Linked DNA regions of Mus musculus: region 1 is linked to region 2. Evidence: chromatin contacts called from public Hi-C data. All regions are on one chromosome and are shown on one strand. Each heading gives the region's core, a stretch centred on a gene start, on an enhancer-like site or on the middle of the called end of the contact. The rest is flanking DNA. Distances are from core to core; before and after follow the strand shown.

The links. Hi-C and Micro-C count contacts between places; a contact is called where the count stands out from the background.
Region 1: a contact with region 2 is called in a Hi-C map of B cells, with 5 read pairs. The contact joins the promoter of Fitm2 here to the promoter of Snhg17 in region 2.

What each region holds. Positions count from the first base shown.
Region 1 is chr2:163,470,451-163,473,944 of GRCm38.p6, reverse strand. Fitm2 (fat storage-inducing transmembrane protein 2) reads left to right here and starts at 1,316. Exons shown (of 2, transcript NM_173397.4): 1 at 1,316-1,542. The coding sequence starts at 1,370. It overlaps 2310001K24Rik (RIKEN cDNA 2310001K24 gene), which reads right to left and starts at 1,400. Exons shown (of 1, transcript NR_028122.1): 1 at 942-1,400.
Region 2 is chr2:158,359,570-158,363,067 of GRCm38.p6, reverse strand. Snhg17 (small nucleolar RNA host gene 17) reads left to right here and starts at 1,546. Exons shown (of 6, transcript NR_027887.1): 1 at 1,546-1,663; 2 at 1,998-2,125; 3 at 2,469-2,604. LOC115489589 (a small nucleolar RNA gene) reads left to right here and starts at 3,139; the gene lies at 3,139-3,270. RefSeq lists a cis regulatory region at 1,338-1,614.

The DNA.
Region 1 (3,494 bases), core at 67-2,566, 5.1 Mb before region 2:
CCAATTTCCTTAGTGCAAATACTTCTATTGTGGCTGATTTCAAGCTTCCTGTGTGATATCACAGAAGGGAGAAGAGAGCACAGAGGTGTTCCCGGGAGGCACAATGGATACAGGTAGGCTCAGGCATAGATAAACCAGATGTGATGGGACATGCTTGTAATCCCAGCACCCAAGAGGGAGGCTGAGACAGGAAGACAACACAGGTTCAAAACCAGCCCTCTCTATAAAGTGAGTTCCAGGCCAGCCAGGGTCACGTAAGAGATCCTGTTTCAAAATAGACAAACAAGAACATAAATAATAATAGAACATAGTAAAATAATTAGAAAGTGATGGGTTTGAGTTTTCACCTTGATTTTAAAGTGCTAATCTATAAACTACAGTCACTAAGGAATAACTCATGGTTGGGAAGCCCTGACTTTGACACCTAACATTACGGGCTAGGAGCTTAGCTAAGGGACAAAACTGAGTGACTGAGTCACCAGTACCTCATGTGAGCTCTGCAAACCTTGGGAGCCCAAGATGTTCAGTCAACAACACAGTTGATTCATCCTTTTTTTTTTCAGCTGATTCATTCTTACATTTATTTACTTATCTATTTATCTGTATTTATTTATTTATTTAGTGTGTGTGTGTGTGTGAGAGAGAGAGAAAGAGAGAGAGAGAGAGCAACTTATGGGAGTTGCCTTCCACAATGTGGAGAGAGCAACTTATGGGAGTTGCCTTCCACAATGTGGATCCCAAGGACTGAATCCAGGTTATTTGGTTTGGCAACAAGTGCCCTTACTTGTCTCAAAACCCGAAGTGGCACATGACTTTAATCTCAGTACTCTGGAGGTCAAGTTTAGGGGATCTCTGAGTTCGAGGCCACCCTGGTTATACAGAATGAGTTCCAAGTCAGCCAGGTCTACTTGGAGAAACCCAGTCTGAAAACAAAACAAGTAAATAAGATTTAAATTTATTAATGACTTTGCAAAGAAATTTCATCTGAAAAACCCTATAACTGACCCAATATACGGAACTCCCAAACTAGCTCTTAAGAAAGGTGGGTCTCTTGTTTGTTTTGCAGATAAAGAAAGCGAGAATCCCATCCCACAAACATGAGGGGAGCAGGTTGCCCAGGCAAAGAGCAGCCTGCAGTGATCTCAGCCAGTAGCTTGGGGGCGATGAGTGGAAGCGGCGCAGGTAAATGCAGACCTGCACTCTGCAGAGACCCATCAAGGCCACTAGAGGGAGACACGCCCTCTAGGGGGCGGAGCTTGCAGGAAGCGCGCATGCGCCCAGAGGGGATGTGGTGGTGCCAGCTCGGGCGAAGGGTAAGACGGTGGCCGAGAAGGCTCTGGAAGGCGGACGGTAGCCGAGAAGGACCGGCATGGAGCACCTGGAGCGCTGCGCGTGGTTTCTCCGCGGGACGCTGGTGAGGGCGACGGTGCGGCGCCACCTGCCCTGGGCGCTGGTGGCCGCCATGCTGGCGGGCTCGGTCGTCAAGGAGCTGTCCCCGCTGCCCGAGAGCTACCTCAGCAACAAGCGCAACGTCCTCAACGTGTGAGTGCATCGGGCTCCGGGCCCCCGCGCCCCAAGAAGCCAGTTGGATGCTGGGGCAGGCGAGTCATCGGGAGGGAGCCCTGTCTTGACAGGCGCGTCCGCGCGCGTGTCGCGACACTGGGACCCTGGGAAAGCAAGTGACATTCGCGCCTAGTATGTGAGCATTCCGATAGGAGGATCGAGTCGGTGACGGGTGGGTTATAAGTGACAGTGGGTACATTGGAGCGGCTATTCCCCCGCCCCCAGAGTTAGGCGCTTGCCCCTGTCCTGTTCAGGGAGATGTCACCTTCCTCTTGCCGGCTAGTCAGACACCCCTCTCTTAACCACTGTGGCAAAAATCCCACCGTTGACTTAAAGAACCACCTCTAGACCCACCCACCACCCCAAGAGCTTTTGCCATCCCTGCCCCATGTTAGTAGAAGCAAGCGTGAAACCTTTCACTCTGGTGACCTTTCTCCTGGATCTCCTTGGACTTTCTCAGTACTCTAAAGTGCATGGCAGTCACCCAGGAAAACAACCCCAGCCGATCTCGTTGGGACATCTCTCAAACTCCACTTATTTCTTTCCTAGTCCTTTAGAAACACTTACATCGTAAGTTTATTGCACAACACTCCGTTGGAGCTAGACAGGGAGTTTGGAAGATGAAATTGCTCCATCCATGTGAGCTTAATGCTTCAGACTAGTGAGTGTCTCCAGCTTGTGGACAATCTGCCTCTCTTGTTAATCTACTTCAAACCCGGTTTTCTCTTTTGGGCAACTGAGTCAGGTTTCTGACAGACCTTGGTTTTAACGAGGCTTTCCTTGTCAAGCCTGTGAAGGTTTTAGTAATGGGCCCTTTGGTGGCGTCTGAGAAACTACTGGAACCTAGGGAAGAAGAGCCCTGTCCTTGGCCCACCTTCATCCTTCCCCACTCGTAGTGGCTGGTCTAAGAATAGAGTGTAAGGGTGGTAGTTGTTCCAGATCTCTTTGGTGGGTGTTTTCTGCCCAGATCTCCAGGTCAGCCACCTTTCATGAGCTCAGAGGAGGCAGACATGGCAGATGTTGCTGTATCTGGCCTAATGAACCAGGAGCCCAGCAGCCTGGCACGCCAATTGTTTAGGGGTAGCCATGGATTCTAATGTTTTGTTCCAAGACATGATGCTGATTAATGGGAGGGAACTGGCAGTGACTCACTGGATCTGGAAGAGATTTTAAAAACGGTTTGGTGCCTTTGGCTTTTCTAGCTGAGGGAACTGAGGCCTGAAGATAAATAAGAGTCAGAATCAGGATTCAAACCATGGTCTTGTAGCTTGAACTAAAGCTTGCTCGCTTTCTTTCTTTCTTTTTTTCTTTCTTTCTTCTTTTCTTTCTTTTAAAGATTTATTTAATGTATATGAGTACGTTATAGCTGTCTTCAGACACACCAGAAGAGGGCATCAGATTCCATGACAGATGGTTATGAGCCACCATGTGGTTGTGGGAATTGAACTCAGGACCTCTGGAAGAGCAGTCAGTGCTCTTAACTGCTGAGCTATCTCTCCAGCCGGTAAAGCTCTTCCTTATAAGACTTACCAGCTTTGTAGAATAGAACACTAGTGTGGTCGAACAGACATGAACTTTGGGGCTGTGTAAAGTGTGGCTCAATCTGTTTGCCGTTGTGTATGTGGCCTTGGCAAAGTTCAGTTTTCTGAGCCCCCAGAGCTATCTGTGAAATGGATCAAATGAAGGCCGGCCATACAAACTCAATTGATAGAGTGCTTTCGTAGCATGCACACAGGTTTGAACCCCAACACCACATAGAACTGGATGTGGTGCCTATAATGGCACTACTTGAGAGGTGGAGGCAGGAGGGTCAGAGTTCAAGACTATCCTCAGTTGCATAGGCAGTGTGAGACAGCCTGGGCTATACTTAGAAAAAAAAAAAAAGACCGACCCCTTCCTCCTCAGCTAATTGTGAATGTGTGCGAACACAC
Region 2 (3,498 bases), core at 297-2,796:
TCCTGTCAAGTTGGCAATATTAACCATGACAATGCTGACACAATATCTTGTTACAGTATTAAATTCATAAAAATACATCTACCTTTTGCCTTAATTTCTTAAAAAAAGATTTATTTATTTAATGGATAGGAGTACACTGTAGTTGTCTTCAGACACACCAGAAGAGGGCATCAGATCTCACTGTAGAAGGTTGTAAGCCACCATGTGGTTGCTGGGAATTGAACTCAAGACCTCTGGATGAGTGGTCAGTGCTCTTAACCGCTGAGCCATCTCACCAGCCCTAAAAAATATATATATATATATTTAATATATATTTAATATATATTTATATATATATTTAATATATATTATATATATATATATTAAATATACTTATTTAATATATTTAATATATAATACATATTTAATATATAATATATATTTAATATATATTTTAATAATATATATATATATTTTTTAATGGTTTTTTGAGACAGGGTTTCTCTGTATAGCTCTGGCTGTCCTGAAACTCACTTTGTAGACCAGGCTGGCCTCAAACTCAGAAATCTGCCTTCCTCTGCCTTCTAAGTGCTGGGATTAAAGGTGTGCGCCACCACGCCTGGCTTCCTTCCTTCCTTCCTTCCTTCCTTCCTTCCTTCCTTCCTTCCTTCCTTCCTTTCTTTCTTTCTTTCTTTCTTTCTTTCTTTCTTTCTTTCTTTTAATGCTATGCCTGCGAGTGTTTTGCCTGAAATACTATGTGTACCACTTTTACAGGCAGTGTTTACAATGTACAGAAGAGGGCGTCATATCCCCTAGAACTGGAGTTACAGACAAACATTAGGCTCTCTGTATGAGTACTGGGAATTGAACTCAGGTCCTCTGCAATTGCTTTAAGTCACTGAGCCATCTCTCCAGCCCAGACTATCTTTTGTCTTTAAGTCACCCTTAGAGGCGGAAGAGATGGCTGGCTCAGAGGTCATTTGGACTCTTTCAGTGGAGTTCCTTCTTCAGCCCCAAGGGCAGAGCTGCTGTACATAGGGCCAAGAGCCACATTTGGCCTAGGATCCAAGCAGAGTTTGGGAGTATGAAGACTTGGAAACACGTGAGCTCCTTCTCAAACATCTGTCTCTCATCTGTTACTTGGATCAGGACTTTTCTGGTTAAGGGAATCGTCCCATCGGCCTTATGATTTTTAGGTAGACTTTTAGCAAAGCATTCATTCTTTGCTCTCATCCCTTCCACATGCCAGTCTCAAGCCACTACTGACCTCGTGTGGTGGTGTTTAAAGTCATCATTTGTTCCTTTGTGACACCACTGAGCCATGTGCTGTGGAATCAGTAGTTTGTAAGAGAGGTCTGCTTCAGAACAAACAGAAAAAATACGGCAAACGAGAGACAGTTTCCTCCTAAAACGTATCATTGTTTAAAAAAAAAAAAAAATTAACTTAATATGTTCAAACAGTTGTTAGTCTCCTCTCCTCGTGGGGGCGCTGGAGGGCCCGCCGCTCGGAGATGCTGCTCTAGGCTGCAGCGTGCTTTGTCATTTGTTCTTCCGCCAGCGCCCATCGTGAAGACCACAGTTTCCTGTCGCGTGGATGTGTTTCCTCTCTGGCCATTGCCATCCGCCCAAATCTACAGACATCCCGCATGTTCCCGGGCTCGTCTCCCCAATACAGGGCACCAAGGTGAGTGCAAGGTGCATGGGCAGCGCCGTTTCCTCCATCAAGGAAACCGGGCTGCGGGCCGTCGGTGGGCGGCTGGTCTGCTGGGTCTAGAGGAGGGAGGGCCTCAAGCCGCGTGCTTTTCACCGTCTGAGTATCTGAAGCCTCAAAGCCATGTCTGTCGCCTACAAAAAGTGGGTCGGTGTTTACGACCTGTGTCCCATGTTTTTAGCATCCTACCAAGGCGAATCCATTGACCAGGATTTAAGTTGAGACTCCCCCAGGACCCCGGGTGCAGCATCTGGGTCCCCCTGCCCCGCCCTGCCTTGCGCCGCAGCCGCTTCCGTTGTCCTGCCAGGCTGTAGACTGCGCAGCCCTCCTGGAGACAGATGGAAGCTCCTTGGGTCGACAGATTACAGCTTCTGGAACCCCCTACTCCCTTCAACTCCGAGATGGACACCCACTGTCCAGGGAGAGGATGCCTGGGTAAGTGCTCTGCTATTCGGGAGCAACTTGAAGCCCGGGTGCCTGTAATTGGCCTTCCCATGGGTACCAGCAGAGGGGTGGTGTGGAGTTCTGATTACTACTTTTGAGGAGGTCGACAAAGCCACTGTGCAGAGAGAAGCTCGGTGAGGGCTCGAAATAACCAAGGGCAAGATTCTGGGGACAGTTCTGTTCCATGTTGCATAGTGGGGATTACAGAGGAAAGGGGGGGGTGTCTATGCTCCGTGGTTTGCTACCTGGCAGCTTTTGTGTTTGGGATTCTGGGTGCTTTCCCAGGTAACTGGGTGCTGTTCATGTGGCTCACCTGGGCTTATTGTATTTGCAGAAATAACAGCTGGGATCTACAGTGGCCAAAGAGTTGTCTCCGTCTTGCTACATCGACAAACTGGTGCTCCTGAGTGAGGATTGTGCCCTGGGATGGGGGATTCAGTTTCTTCATTTATAGTTGGAAGTGGGTGAAGGTGAGGTGAGGCTGGGTTCTTTGAGGTGTGCCTGCTTGTTGCTGTACCCACTTGGGATCTGTGTCTTGTGTGTCCTGTGTTCCCACTGTCGCTTCTGTACCCTTCTGCTTTACTCTGGTGGGTGGAGAGCAGAATGGAAAGGAGCCAGAAGATTTTGGGGGTCATATGCACCATCCAGATTTCAGCCACTGCTCTCTGCTGGCTTCCGGGCCTTGTCTGGTTCTTGATTTCCTCATCTGAAAAATGGGACTACCTCTGTGACATAAGAGTCCTGTCACCTCAGTTCTGCCAGCTGGGCAGGTTGCATTGATCTAAGACAGCAAGTGCTGAGCCTACTGCAGGTCTCGTGGCCAGTGCTTATTAGAACTGTCACCTCCTCCCGGCCAGTCTTCCGAGCTCTCCTTAAGGAACAGCTGTTGCTCAGTTAGGAGCAGCCTCTTTCCTTTGTTGGCTGTCTGGCTGTTGCCTATCTGTCCATCTCTTTCCAGTTTAACCATTACCCAGCTCTTGGCCATAGTCTTCCTTGCCCTCTGCCCCTGTATTCGAAAGTGATTGTGGGCTGCCTGTGCCCTGGTCATTGATACTGCAGGGAGAGGATTTGGAAAGCCTTTCCCCGTGTTTGGAGGATCCACACTCGTCCTTGCCAAACCCTGGTGCTTTCCCACATTGCCCGCTGCCTGCCGTTCTGGCACTTCTGGGAAGCAAAGGTAGGGAGCTCAGACGGTGGCTGCTTCCTTCAGATCCTTTCTCAGCCTCCACACCCAGTTGTCACTTCTTCAGGACACTTGAGACCGTGTAGAAAATGTCCTGTTGCTTGACTTCTAGAATGCATCTTGCTGTGTTCTGTTAGTCAAGAGGCAGGGTTCTGACTGAACAAATGAACGATCAAGGGGC